Regions from separate parts of the Zea mays genome. Here region 2 is linked to region 1. Evidence: chromatin contacts called from public Hi-C data. All regions are on one chromosome and are shown on one strand. Each heading gives the region's core, a stretch centred on a gene start, on an enhancer-like site or on the middle of the called end of the contact. The rest is flanking DNA. Distances are from core to core; before and after follow the strand shown.

What was found. Hi-C and Micro-C count contacts between places; a contact is called where the count stands out from the background.
Region 2: a Hi-C map of leaf shows a contact between it and region 1, with 4 times the contacts expected there. The contact joins the promoter of LOC100191779 here to the promoter of LOC100272520 in region 1. A contact is called at or near these places in 2 of 25 Hi-C or Micro-C datasets (ear and leaf).

The regions. Positions count from the first base shown.
Region 1 is chr3:33,914,902-33,921,914 of Zm-B73-REFERENCE-NAM-5.0, forward strand. It overlaps LOC100272520 (Sugar transporter ERD6-like 3), which reads right to left and starts at 2,098. Exons shown (of 17, transcript NM_001146989.1): 1 at 1,916-2,098; 2 at 1,752-1,814; 3 at 1,576-1,665; 4 at 1,302-1,361; 5 at 1,140-1,205; 6 at 986-1,051; 7 at 792-867; 8 at 480-544; 9 at 81-173. The coding sequence starts at 2,086.
Region 2 is chr3:34,243,846-34,251,075 of Zm-B73-REFERENCE-NAM-5.0, forward strand. LOC100191779 reads right to left here and starts at 2,040. Exons shown (of 5, transcript NM_001137204.1): 1 at 1,929-2,040; 2 at 1,551-1,702; 3 at 1,168-1,415; 4 at 976-1,098; 5 at 1-891. The coding sequence starts at 2,030.

The DNA of each region.
Region 1 (7,013 bases), core at 848-3,347:
AAATAGACTGTAGAATTAGCAAGGGAGCATGATGCATACAACTGAAGGACTACTGTTTTGAACTCTTGGCCTGTCCATACTTTTATTTCTGAGGCCTCTTCAGAGATATCGGTTCCATGTCCCCTTAGCGTCTGCAGTGCTCCTGTAAAGGCACCTGGGTGTCCAAACCTAGCCTGGAAAAAATACTTCAGTTTTTATATCAAAGTTCATCTCAAGGCAAGAACATATACTCTCGCGCTAAATTTTTTTTGGTATAATGATTCCTTAAAGAGTTCAAAGTATGTTCCTCGTGTAACGTTCAAGTGGGCGATCACCATGATCATCAAATGACCATCTTAGTTCTTAAGCTTGTCAATGCCACCAAAAACTTGTGTATTCTATATATCAAGAGTGATTTTCAACCACAAACGGGAACCGAAGTGTAACTAAACTCAAACAACAAGTATTAACTATTAAAAGTTCAAATTAAGGTAACTCACCAGCCATCTGGGGGACTCGGGAATCAAAAGAAGGCCAACCAGCTGCACTAAACACGGCACCACTCCTGCAACACAAAAGCTATAGCATTAATGCATATACTAAAGAGTATGCTTGCAGGGTAGTAGTTCACATGTGCACATTTTGAAGCAGATACTGTTAGTTAGAAGAGAATTAATGTCAACTAAATTGGCCCCGTATAGGCTCTTTATACAACTGGATTAGCACAACGTATTGTCATTTCACAGGAATTGTAGACAGGTATACACAAACAAGCTACTTTACATGCGGCCCAACAAAACAGGACAGTTTACCAACGATCGCCAAGGTGCGCCAGGCGATAAATGTCCCAAGAACAAATGCAAGCGACCCTCCGCAGCAAATCATGAACTGCATGAATGGACACGAGTCTCATTTGTCTTTAATCATCTCTTGAGATAAAAACCAGCATGCTCTGAAGTCTAAACAACCAGTATTATACTTTCCCTTGAACACAGAAAAAAGAAACCTGGTTTACAGTTGCAAAGCCTCCTCTAAGGTCCTTTGGCGTTATCTCTGATATGTAGACCGGAACCTGTTCCAGCACAACAGAATTCAAACTAAATTAGTTAAGTAAAAAAAAAAAGTAAAAACATGGGGGAGTCGTTGCTTATTGTAATCACCACATATGACAGAATCCCGATTCCGCATCCGATCAGCACCCTTCCGATGTCAAGCCACCAATAGCTCTACCAGCGAAAGAAAAGAAAAGAAAAAATCAGATGAACTATAGGAAGCAAAACGAGACATGCATGTGAGAAAGATGAGGGCTAGCTGAGCGGGACCTGGGAAAATCCTATCAGGAGATACCCAAGAGCGCAGAGAACATCCGATATCGCCATTGCCTGCGTGCCGCCAGCATGTTCAAGAAGCTACATGAGACTAGAGAGGTCGGCCGACGACGGATGGAGAACATATATATACAAATGAAACAATCATTCTGGCTCGCTAGCTGTTTCGCTTTATTTGGCATTCCAAGAAGAAGTTTGCTCTGGTGCTTAGCTCGGTTCAAGGAGCTTGGGCGGGGTGGTTCCGGATCGGAATGGGATTAGCACTTACACCTCTTCGACCTGCTCGATCGGCTACAGATCCACTGACAATGGCACCCAGCATCGCTCCGATGGTCAGGATCGAGCCAAACACAGAGTACTGCATCAGGTGTTCATTAACGTAGTTTATCACGAAGTGAGATGCTCAAGAGTGAGCTCCATCATCATCAGCTGTGGGCACCGTACCTCAGCTAACGAGAGGCGGAGATCGCGCATGATGCCCAGCTGAGTCGGTGACGAGTAGCCGATCTGCAGCGCGCAGCGTAATAAGCAAGAATTAAACGCGCGCAGCAATGGAAATAATATCGAATGTAGCACGTAATTAAACGCGCGCAGGGGCTTATTATTACCGACATTCCGAACTCGAAGGAGCCGGCGACGGCGATGGCGGTGCAGCCGACCACCACGGCAACCGAAGAAGAGGAGGCGCTGCCGCCCTGGCTACCACCGCTGCCGCCCACCCTTACCAAGAGGGGCTTCTCGGCTGCGTCTCGTCCCTCTCGCTCCATCGGACCGGCCATGCATGGGTTGTCTTGTCCCTCCCGCGGTCCCGCCCAGTCCCGTCCGCGTTTGGTTTTGTTTGGAGCTGCTCTGAGCGGGACCAGTGGACGACGAGCGGCTGCCCGGGCTGATCGGTCCAAGCGCACGGCAGAGAGTGAACGGCCTGTTGCATGTGCTTCTTCCGGCCATGCTGATGCTTCATCTCCTGGTTCCCCTCTTGTCTTCTCTTTGTCACTTGCTTAATTAGATTTCTCTATCCATTTCTTGTAAAAATCTCTGTGGCTACCACCTATGGATCCTCTTCTTCTTTTCCACAACAACCTCCAGAATCGAAGCAGTATGTTCCTCTGAAAATGACATGTATAATTGATGATATCGATTTAAAAGCAAAGACCACATCTTGCGATAAAAGCCAAATACACCAGAAAATTGTCGCCACTCCAACTAGGATTTTTCTTTCCTATATGTGATTCCCTTTTTAGCAACCCAATTTCTAGTTATATGATTGACCCCGTTGTGTATCTCTATATGTAAAGCAAAGTAATTCATTCTTAAAATATTTCTAGCAAGGTAATAATAAAAAAGATATTGAATAGTCTCATTTTGATAATAAAAACTACAATTCAAATTAGCTTTCCACACGTGCTTAGCTAGTTGTCTTTAGCGAGAATAACACCCCACCTTAAATACCACAAGAATATTTTAATTTTGAGGGGTAGTTTTACTTTCCGAAGCAGCATATTGCAATTTAAGGGGCAGTATTCATTAAAAGAAAGTACACTGAACGAACTGAAAAAATTCCATCTCGGTGCCCCCAAAAAAAGTCCATCTCGGTGCCCCCGAGAAGAATTAGTCTCTTGATCGTCCCAGAACAATTGTCTTTAGTGAGAATAACGCCCCTCCTTAAATACCACAAGAATATTTTAATTTTGAGGGGTAGTTTTACTTTCCAAAGCATCATATTGCGATTTAAGGGGCAATATTCATTAAAAGAAAGCACATTGAACGAACTGAAAAAAATTTCATCTCGATGCCCCCCCGAGAAGAATTAGTGTCTTGATCGTCCTAGAACAATTGCCATTAAATTTGATAAATTCTGCCACTCAACCAGTTTTAACTCAACAATAGCTCTCCAAAAAGATAAGTTGGGTATATTTTCATTCATAACATCCTTGACTAAAGCATTATTTTTACGCACAATTTTAAGAAGTTTCAGAAAATGGTGCTTAAGCAGTCTATCCAAGATCCATCGATCATCCCAAAACCTGGTTGAGTAGGCAGTAGCGATGAAAATAATAATAATATATAATAATATATGTCCAAGAGACAATCATGGACCATGAGAAAGTTAACGAGCATTTAAGATAATGATCTGAGATGCCCACCGTCTCTCTTCTTAGGGTTGCAGACGTCTAAGACTTTATCGTCACCGTTTCGCGAGCGTGGCACTACTAGCACACTAGCGTCACGACAGTTTATCTCCGCATACGTGTATACCTTGGACACACTGCTTCTTTTATAGCGGTGTTGATCAGTAACAGACTTGTGGAGTACGTGTAAAATCATTATTGCTGCTACGTGAGGACGTATGACTACTTCCACTATATCAACACACTATTCTTCCGCTGTATTGCACGTCTAATGGTTACGATCGATGATCATTTATATGCATTCTATCTTGGTTGAACGTGATAGATATGATAGTTTATAATACACCTTTTTCTCTACAGTGGTGTTAGAACCAAGTCACGTGTGTTTTTTAATCTAGATGGTTTGCATATATGCGACATGCCTAGTATATTCCAAATATATTTTACTTTGATTGTAGCAAAAAGTGCAAAAAATGAGATAGTTGTTGGTATTGTTGCACATCATGTTTGCTCCTACTAGCTACAATCACTATTAGGGCATGAGATCAATTCACTTTCATCCGACACTCGCACAACTTTCCCCTACCGGCTGAAGTCACCAACGAAGCTAACAATGTGTATATCTTTCAGGTTGGAAAAGACAACATATCCGACTTGGGTGTATTGTTCTTGTTCTATCTCACATGATAGTCAACATGATTGACGGTGAAAATAGGGACATTTATAATATCTCGGAATCAGCTTGATTTGGTCAATCCGATGAAATTTCATAGCAAACTCATTGATATGATTGATGAAATTTTAGGAGGTTTCAAGGCACTGCCTTGAGACCATCAGGGACTGCCGTTTGCGAACAACACATACATTATTTGGACAATATCTTTTCACACTGATGATAGTATCCAGTTCTCCTCCTAACTTGATATTGCAAGCAATATTATTTATGGTATGACCCAAATGTAACATCCATAAATAGGACTAGGTAATGGAGATCATCATGATAAAGGGTCATACTATCTTGTGTTTAATATGCTTATTTATGATGTTTTATTTTCCAATCATATAACTCCCTCATGTATTAAATGTGATAGAATAACTTCACTAAATAAATTAAGAGTTCACTTTAATACCCTTTCAATTGCTATGCCTATAAATATTCTATTCATCATTTGGTAGGTCCACCAAAACAGAGTACCATTGGTTATTCTAATATAATAGGATGAATGTCGGACATTTGCATGCATACACAACAGGAAACAACTGACTTTCGGTGGTCAAAACTATTGAAAGTTAGCCAAAGATGCCAAAAGTTAACAAATTTTGGATGGAATACTCTAACATCCAATGTCGGATAGGTGTCAATAGAAATGAGAGAAAAGTTAACTAACTTCCGACGGCCTGACAAAACCATCGGAAGTTAACGTGGTTGGACCACTAACTTCTATCGCATGGTGGCACTGTAATAAGTTAAGTTTCACTTTCGATAGCCAACCATAGTCATCAAAAGTTACCTATCCTGTGTGAACTTCCAAAAGCTATGATCATTAGATGGAAGTTACATTAAAAAGTGCTATTTATTTTTCTTTTTTCCTTAGTCCATAATTTAAAAACATGTCATATATGCACATCACATCATACATCTTATAACCCAAAGAAAGTTCAAATTCTCACTTTCATACATCAATTTCACACATACATGTCAAACAATACTAGTGAACATGTTTAAACATCTTCTAAGCATGACAAAGTATGAAAAGAACTTGCTCAACAACTATAAGTGTTTTTCATCCAGGTACGACACTCACACATCTAGACAATGCTCATGAATATAGTTTGAGTTTTGTATGCTACTTGTAGGTGTGACACATAGAAATCCTTGGACATGTGAGCTCGAACCGTCGTCTCAAAATCTAGGTGCTTGTAAACTAGACAACATATTTCTATAAATCTAAATATACAAGTGTTAGATGTCAAGGTGCATATACAGATAAGTTTAACTTATGTTGAAATAGTTTACCTAAGGTGGATGCCATGGTGCAGGTGGCCTAGGTGGTGGCATCCCCATCGATGGAAGTTGAATGTTCAGTTTCAATCCTGCACCTTACAATGGTGTCTATGAATGCACTGTTTTAGTGATCAATTACATATTCAATTAATTCAAATAATTGACACAAATTAAACGTACCTGAATTTGATGAGTAATCTATGAAGCATAATGATTGGCATAGTAATATTATTGTGAAGCGATGTAGTTTGTATAGTAGGCATCACATTAATTAGGCCATCTTTTCACGCAGACAAGTGACTTTAGCATCTTGCCCTCAACTACAAGAAGAGCTAATCGCTAAACTCTGTGACCCAGATGTTGCCTTCTCTCATCTCACCCCTCTTGAGTCAATCACACCAGTAAACATAGTATATCTGCAAAGGAAAAAGCAAAAACTCTAATTGATATGAAAAAACAAAGACTCTATTTGACATTTACATCAATAAAAGTTATTTGAAAGTTGGTGAAGCCCATAACTTGCAAAGAGCATGTTAACCTTATGCATGATTAGCCATCCAAGGAATTATTACCTTGTGTAAGAAAAATGGACCATGATCCATTTGATTAAGTGTAGGGGTATAATCGGATCAGATATGAACAAATATTACTCGTTCCATATTTGTTTTCATATTTTCCCTTCAGATTTGGATACGATTAGGATATTATATAAAATTGCGTTGAATAAGATTTGAATAGATATCGACATCTTAAATATACAACTTTGATAATACGAATACAGATAAAGATTGGATATGGATCGAATACTGAGTACCCAAACTCGGATATGGATCAGATCTCAACCCTCTTTAGACGAATAGGATTCGAATACGGACGGATAATATCCATACCATTTACATCCCTAATTAAGTGTTTTGGTGTTTGATGAACACCATAACCATTTGGACTAATGATGTTTGCTAGTGTTCATGAATATAGTTCAAAAGATGCAGTATGGACTTTGACGAAGGCAATGAGGTGATCAAGGAGATCAACACATTAAAGGAAGACATTATAAGACTCATTGGAGGCCTATCAATATCAAGAAAGATTCCAAGACATAAGGCTGAAAAAACCCAAGCAAATACACAGAGAGACACGAAGAAAACAGAATTGCAGAGAGCACCAAACATGTCCATGGGTGCATAAAATGTTGCACCAGATAGGTGTAGTGCCTCTACTAAAGAATGTGCTATAAAATGAGTGCACTAGACATTTATGTGTGCACCAGATATATGCATCATATGCAACACTAGATAGGGCATATAGTCAGCTCTACAACATGTGAGCGGGAGATCAAAATGCACTGCACATGTCCGATAACACACTAGATCTCACACTGGATAGGGTACTCAAAAGTTTGCAAACACAACCAAGACGGGTATAAATCACCATACATGTTTAGTGTCACATTAGTGACCACACGGGATACCTAGGGTTGAATGGTCGATAATGATTAGTTCGCAATGGTTAGCTGACATGGAATTCGTTCAACGTGTCCGTTGTGCCACCAGACATGTTTGGTGCTGCGTA
Region 2 (7,230 bases), core at 790-3,289, 330 kb after region 1:
AGAAGTCGTGGCCGTGGAGGTGCATGGGGTTGGAGTCGCTCTGCATGGTGGCCGTGCTCTGGAACACCACCTCGACCGTGGCGTTGTGCGCGAAGCGGCGCACCGTGGTGGCCTTCCGCGTGGCCTCGATCTTCTCGAGCGGCACGCCGGGGCCGACAGGGATGAGCGCCGGGTCGGTGAAGTTGAACACGCTGGGCGGCCTGGCCGGCAGCTCCTGCACGGCGAGGCCGGCGTTGCCGCCGTACTGCCGCGCCTCCAGCATGGACATCCTCTCGGGGAGGCGGAAGGAGACGTTGTTCATGTAGGCCACCTCGATGGCCTCGGCCTCGTCGCCGCCTCCCCGCCTGCAGGACGGCCTGTCCCCTGGGCAGATGGTGCCCTTGCCGAGCGAGATGAAGAGGCGGTCGTCGACGCGGCCCCGGAGCTGCGGCAGCAGCGGGTGCGTCGGCAGGCCGGACAGGTTGCCGTGGAAGTGGAACGTCGTGGTCGTGTCGTGCTGGTCGGGCATCTCCGGCATGGGAGGCGGGCGGCCGTCTCTGCACCCGCTGGCCGCGGCTCCGGTTGTGTCGTCGTTGGCGTACTGCACTATGCCTCTGGATACGAACACCGGGATCTGCGGGTCCGGCGCCGGCGGCTGGTTGGCGAGCGCGGCCATGTAGTAGCGGCAGGGCGGGGCGTCGGCGACCATGAGCACGTCGAACGTCTCGCCGGGCGCGATGGCCACCACGTCGGTGGTGTACGGCGTGATGTAGTTGGCGTCGGCGCCCACCACGGTGAACTTGTGGCCGGCGACCTTGAAGTAGTACTCGGAGAAGAGCGCCGCGTTCACGAGCCGGAGCATGTACGTCTTCCCCTGCTCCACGTTGAGAACGAAGTTGTCCTCTACGACGCCTGCATATATGCACAAGTTTTCAATTTCATGGCCGGAAAATGTTGGTCAATTTGGTTATACATATATATATACTGTAATGATACCGGAGCAGTTGTAGAGATCGCCAAGTTTTCCATTGATAGTCGCCCCAGCGGGGTTATCACTGAACGAGCCGCCATTGGAGAAGTTCTTGTCCACTTTCATCAAATCTCTCTGCCACCATTCACCTGCCAGTTTAATTCATTTGGTTCAGAGCTTGAGATGCATAGCTGGAATGGACGTACGTACGTACGTACCTATGATGATGGGAACATCCACATGAGGCTGATGATTCTGGAATGGGTAAGAGCCGGACTTGGGGCGGATGATGATGATGCCATGCAGGGTTGCCCGGAGGATGGAGACGTGGGAGTGCCACCACAACGTGCCCTCCTGCCCGTCCACCTTGAAACGGTAGGTGAACGTGGAGTTGGGCTGGATTGGGCACTGCGTTACCATTCCGGCGCCATCGGCCCAACACGTCAGGCGCTGCTTTACGCCATGCCTGTAATATTAATTAATTAATTAATTAATTAATTAATTAATTATTATTGTCATTACGTGACCGGATAATGCTTGGTTTAATTTAATTGGCTGGTGGTAGTAGCTCGCCGCCACTCAAGCTTCCACACGTACGTACCAGTGAATTGTTATTTCAAAGGGCGACTCGTTGACCAGGTGCACAATCACCGTGTCCCCTTCCGTGGCCTCTACCGGTGGGCCTGGAAACTGACCGTTGACCACAGTGGCCAGCGTATCATTGCAGAGGTGTCGGATATACACTTGCTTTACCTGTGATTAAGCAGTCACATGCATATGCACCAGGTGTCCAGAGGTTAAAAAAAAAGAGAGAGAGAAAGAGATCTATCAAAGTTAAGCTTTCATTTCAGTTGAAAAGAGGTTAAAAAAAAGAGACAAGTGCAGAAGCTACTCAAGAATCTTGAAAATGAAAAATCGATCTCGATCGGTTGCATGCATGCCCGAGAGCACAAGGGCATATATGCGTTTCTCTACTCACAACAAAGGTGTGCTCGACCACCGCCGCTTGGCCGCCTGCAGATCCTCCGAGCAGGGCCACAGCTGCGTAGAAGGAAAAGAGGGCTGCTGCAATGGGAAGCATCGTCTTGCTCATCGTGCAGTGCTTCTCAGTCGGTACTACTGTTATTAACTTCCCTCTCTCTATGGCAGGCAATATATGCAACCATATATATGTGTGTGTGTCTTCTTAGAGTGCTTTTATCCACCCAAATCCCCAAGGCCTTATATATACACGGCTACACGCAACGCAATGCAAGTTTGTCTACGACGCCTGGTTTAATATAATTACTACTAACTAGCTCTCGTAGGTTCCTGTGAGAGAAGTGCAAAGATTAGTCAGAGGCCAAATTAGATTCGGTCAGAAGCTAGCTGCGTCGCGTCATTGCATGCCCTCGAAAAGACGTATGAAAATCTTGATACATATTCTCCATTATTTGCGAAATTTTCCTTAAAAATATTTGTATATATTACTACTACACGTTGTTTGTGGGTTTTCTGCAATCGTTTGCATATCGAAAAGTAACTTAACGACCTAAAATATATCTGCGCGCGAGAGTCTATGTTAATGTCTGCAAGGACAACGCCGTGTATATCCGGGAGTCTAATGGTAATACCGACGACATGTCTATCTATAATCTATATGCCATCAAGTGAACCACATGTTGGTCAATGATGCCCGCACGTGATTGCCGCCTTGTCTGAAATTAAAATGGGTTTTTTTATATAGCTCATGAAAGGGAAATTAATATGCACGGTATTAAGCACTACTATACAACAGATTTTCGCCGTCGTCCCTATTGTATGTTGCCGTTTTTTTAACTTTAAATTCTAAAAAATAATTGGATGTTGTTAAAGAAGGGGAGGTGAAAATCTATATATCATTATCGGTTTAAGCCATAAACCAGCAGTAAAGTATTACTAAGGTCTCAAGCCACAGTAAAATGTCGACCGGTGGCTTCAAGCGGTGGTAATATATGTTACTACCGGTTTTTGGCTTGAGAGCTGGTAGTGTTATATAGCTTTATCATTGCTATCTTTTGGTTTTTTCAGTCGACAATGATGGATATACAGCATAAAATCCCACGACCTCCTTAGTTGCACCCATTCCGAGAACACTCATTCAAGGAGATGTCTTTCACTACCTCTCTCTCTCCATTGTTACAATCATTTTTTTATTGTTTGATTCTCAGGCTAGTTATTTCTCAATTCTGCAAAAGGTTCGTGACTACGGACACATTTAATCCATAGCGAATTAAATGGTGATTTTAATTATTGTTATGTTAGTAGGTGATAGATGCTTTAGTCCTTGTATGTAGTAAACTGAACACAAGCATGTCACACATAGAGATGCATACCCATACATTGGGTACCTTAAAATAGCATAAAAGACGACTCTAAAAGGCAAGAGCTTCCACATGGTACAAGATGACCCCGAGAAAAGGTAGACCTAACATAGTCACCTTAACCAGGTCAGATCTAACCATGACGAACCTGACCAGAGTTTTCCCGACCATAGATTCCCCGACCTAGACCCTCTGTCTAGTCGGTCCCAACCTTGATCACCTCAAACAAGCTCTGACCTAGATCTCTTCGGTCAAATGGCCTTGAACTTGGCCAAGGCAGAACCAGATTGTATGTCATCAATGGGACACCATGGCACAAAAGCCAACATAAAAGGATAGCGCATTTAAGACACGATAACCTTTTGCCGCACACCCATGACATAGGGTATGCAAAGGATAAATAGGTACTATAAGAAAGGACTCCAAGGACTCTCTATCAAACCACCTCACCTTAGAACAAAAATGAGCCACGAAACATGGTAGTCCCTGCCTTAGGCATAAGATAGTCAAAATACATGGAGAAGACAAGAGTAAAAGAAAGGAACTCCAAGGAGAACTACTCATACAACCCCTAGAGACACGCCTCATGGCAAGGCCTCAGACACGTGCAAGATCCAACTACCCCCATAGTCTGGTTAGCTCAGGAATGTTGGGATGAGCACGCTCGACATGGCGGACCTTTAGAGAACACTAGAAGGAACTTGTATCCAAAGGTAAGAAATGATATACCCATCAAAATATTCATGTAACGATGGACACCCGTTCCCTCGGCTATATAAATAAATGGGGGCCTCATCGTAAAGTGGAAGCAAATTCAGCATGTACACGCCTCACACCAGAATGAGAGCTCGTGGCTCCACCTTGTAACACATGAAATCAACAATAAGACATGAATACCATATTGTACGTAGGGGATTTCCTCAAACTAGTCTAAAAAATCTCCATCAGGCACGCTGACTTGTACTCGCTCATGTGTCACGCTTGTATTTTCTCCTTCCGTCAAGCCGAAGGTACAAATGTAATTCTATATTATTTCTGTTTATCCATGATAATATAATAAAGTTGAATTAATAATGTTATATGATTATTCACGTTGTCTCTTACATTTCACATGCTTCTTCTTTCATTAACGTATATTGCAATGATGAAGGTACGTCCTTCATGACCTTCATCTAAAGATCATTATATCTTAAGAGAAATAATGCTTCGAAGAACGAAGGGCATTAACATTTAAACATTTTGTGTTGCCTTGTTATTAATTCATAGCATTTGAGAACAAGTCCCCAACATACAAAACCACGATAGTTGGCACGCTAGAAAGGTGCTTTTGTGTGCTACATTTTGTTCCCTATATGGCTCCAGTTACTTCTTGTAGTGCCTTCCTCCCTAAGACAATGATCGCCTTTATGATCCTGGACTTCATCGCCATAAAGGAAGGCAACATGTGTATTGCCACCACCACATCCCTAGCCAAGGCAAGGCCTAACATCCCCAAAAGCACACATGGGTGAGAGCACCTAGAGGGGGGGTGAATAGGTGATCCTGTATACTTCAAAAACTTAAGCCACAAAACTTTGATTAAGTGTTAGCACAGTTAATGCCAAGTGGCTAGAGAGAAGATCTTGCACAATATGATAACCACAAGGAGTTCAACACAGAGTAGACACAGTGATTTATCCCGTGGTTCGGCCAAGTACAAAACTTGCCTACTCCACGTTGTGGCGTCCCAACGGACGAGAGTTGCACTCAACTCCTCTCAAGTGATCCAATGATCAACTTGAATACCACAGTGTTATGCTTTTCCTTTCAATTTCCCGTTTGCGAGGAATCTCCACAACTTGGAGTCTCTCGCCCTTACACTTGAGATTCACAAAGAAATACGGAGTAAGGGAGGGAAGCAACACACACAAATCCACAGCGAAATGCGCACACACACGGCCAAGAATCGAGCTCAAAGACTATCTCAAAGTTCTCACAAGAACGGAGCTTGAATCACTTAGAATGACAAACGAATGCGCAAAGATTGAGTGTGGATGATCAAGAATGCTCTAAGGTTGCTTGGTGTGCTTGGTTTCACCCTCCATGCGCCTAGGGGTCCCTTTTATAGCCCCAAGGCAGCTAGGAGCCGTTGAGAATAAATCTGGAAGGCCATCTTTGCCTTCTGCCGTCGGGCGCACCGGACAGTCCGGTGCACACCGGACACTGTCCGGTGCCCGATTTCCTTCCTTAAACAGCGCGGTCGACCGTTGCAGATGCGGGAGCCGTTGGCGCACCGGACATGTCCGGTGCACACCGGACAGTCCGGTGCCCCCTTCCGACCGTTGGCTTGGCCACGTGTCCCGCGCAGATCGCGCGGCCGACCGTTGGCCCGGCCGACCGTTGGCTCACCGGACAGTCCGGTGCACACCGGACAGTCCGGTGAATTTTAGCCGTACGCCGTTAGCCAATTCCCGAGAGCGACCTCTTCGGCCGAGGCAGCCTGGCGCACCGGACACTGTCCGGTGCACCACCGGACAGTCCGGTGCCCCAGACCGAAACAGCCTCTTGGCTGTACACAGCCAACTCTCTTCTTTTCTTCTTCTTCCTGTTTCTAATACTTAGACAAGTATATTAGTACCCAAAACCAATGTACTAAGACTTAGAAACATACCTTTGCTCTAGATTTTTACTTTGTTCATCCATGGGCATTGATTCACATTTAAGCACTTGTGTTGACACTCAATCACCAAAATACTTAGAAATGGCCCAAGGGCACATTTCCCTTTCAATCTCCCCCTTTTTGGTGATTTATGCCAACACAACATAAAGGAACTAGAACAAGTGCAAAATCACTTCAAATAAAAATAAATTTGAGTTTTATTCAATTTTGGCATATATGGATCATCCTTTGCCACCACTTGGTTTGTTTTTGCAAATCAAATTCAAATCTCTATCTCTAAGTCAAACGCACATGTTGAAGCATAAAGAGAGTCATTCCAATAGAGATTGATCAAGGATTTCAAAAACTCCCCCTATTTCCCATAATCAACACTTCTCCCCACAAGAAGCCAACTTTTGACAAGAGAGACAATACAAGAGTTTTAACAAAACAAGAACTCTATTCTACTATTGTCAAAAGCTCTCAAGTGGTAGCTAATCCATTTATCGCTTTGGCCTTTATTTTCTCCCCCTTTGGCATCAAGCACCAAAACGGGATCAATCTTGGCCTTTTTAACCCCATTGCCTCACCACAATCTTCAATTAAGAGCAAATAGGCAATAAGAGTTTAAAGATGAACTTGGAATAAGTTACCCTCTCATCGGAGTGCAGTGGAAGTCTTTCATGGTCCAAGTCCACCTTTTCCCTTTCAATCCTCCTTCGAGACTAAATCATCAAACTCAAGCACATGGTTAGTCTCAAAGGGTCAAGTTGTAACACATCTCCCCCTAAACATGTGCATCACTTTGCAACGGACTTGTGAGGTCCAGGGAGTGTTTGTACAACTTGAGCACCATAATAAGCAACAAAATGCAAAAGGAACATGATCAAAAGCATAAATACATGTATGCTACAATTCAATCCAGGTTCCGTGAATCTAAGACATTTAGCTCACTACGCAACCTGCAAAAGGTCTTCTCATCTAGAGGCTTGGTGAAGATATCGGCTAGCTGGTTCTCGGTGCTAACATGAAACACTTCGATACCCCCCTTTTGCTGGTGGTCTCTCAAAAAGTGATGCCGGATGTCTATGTGCTTTGTGCGGCTGTGCTCAACAGGATTCTCCGCCATGCGGATAGCACTCTCATTATCACATAGGAGTGGGACTTTGCTCAGATTGTAGCCAAAGTCCCGGAGGGTTTGCCTCATCCAAAGCAGTTGCGCGCAACACTGACCTGCGGCAACGTACTCGGCCTCAGCGGTGGATAGGGCAACAGAGGTTTGTTTCTTAGAGTTCCATGAC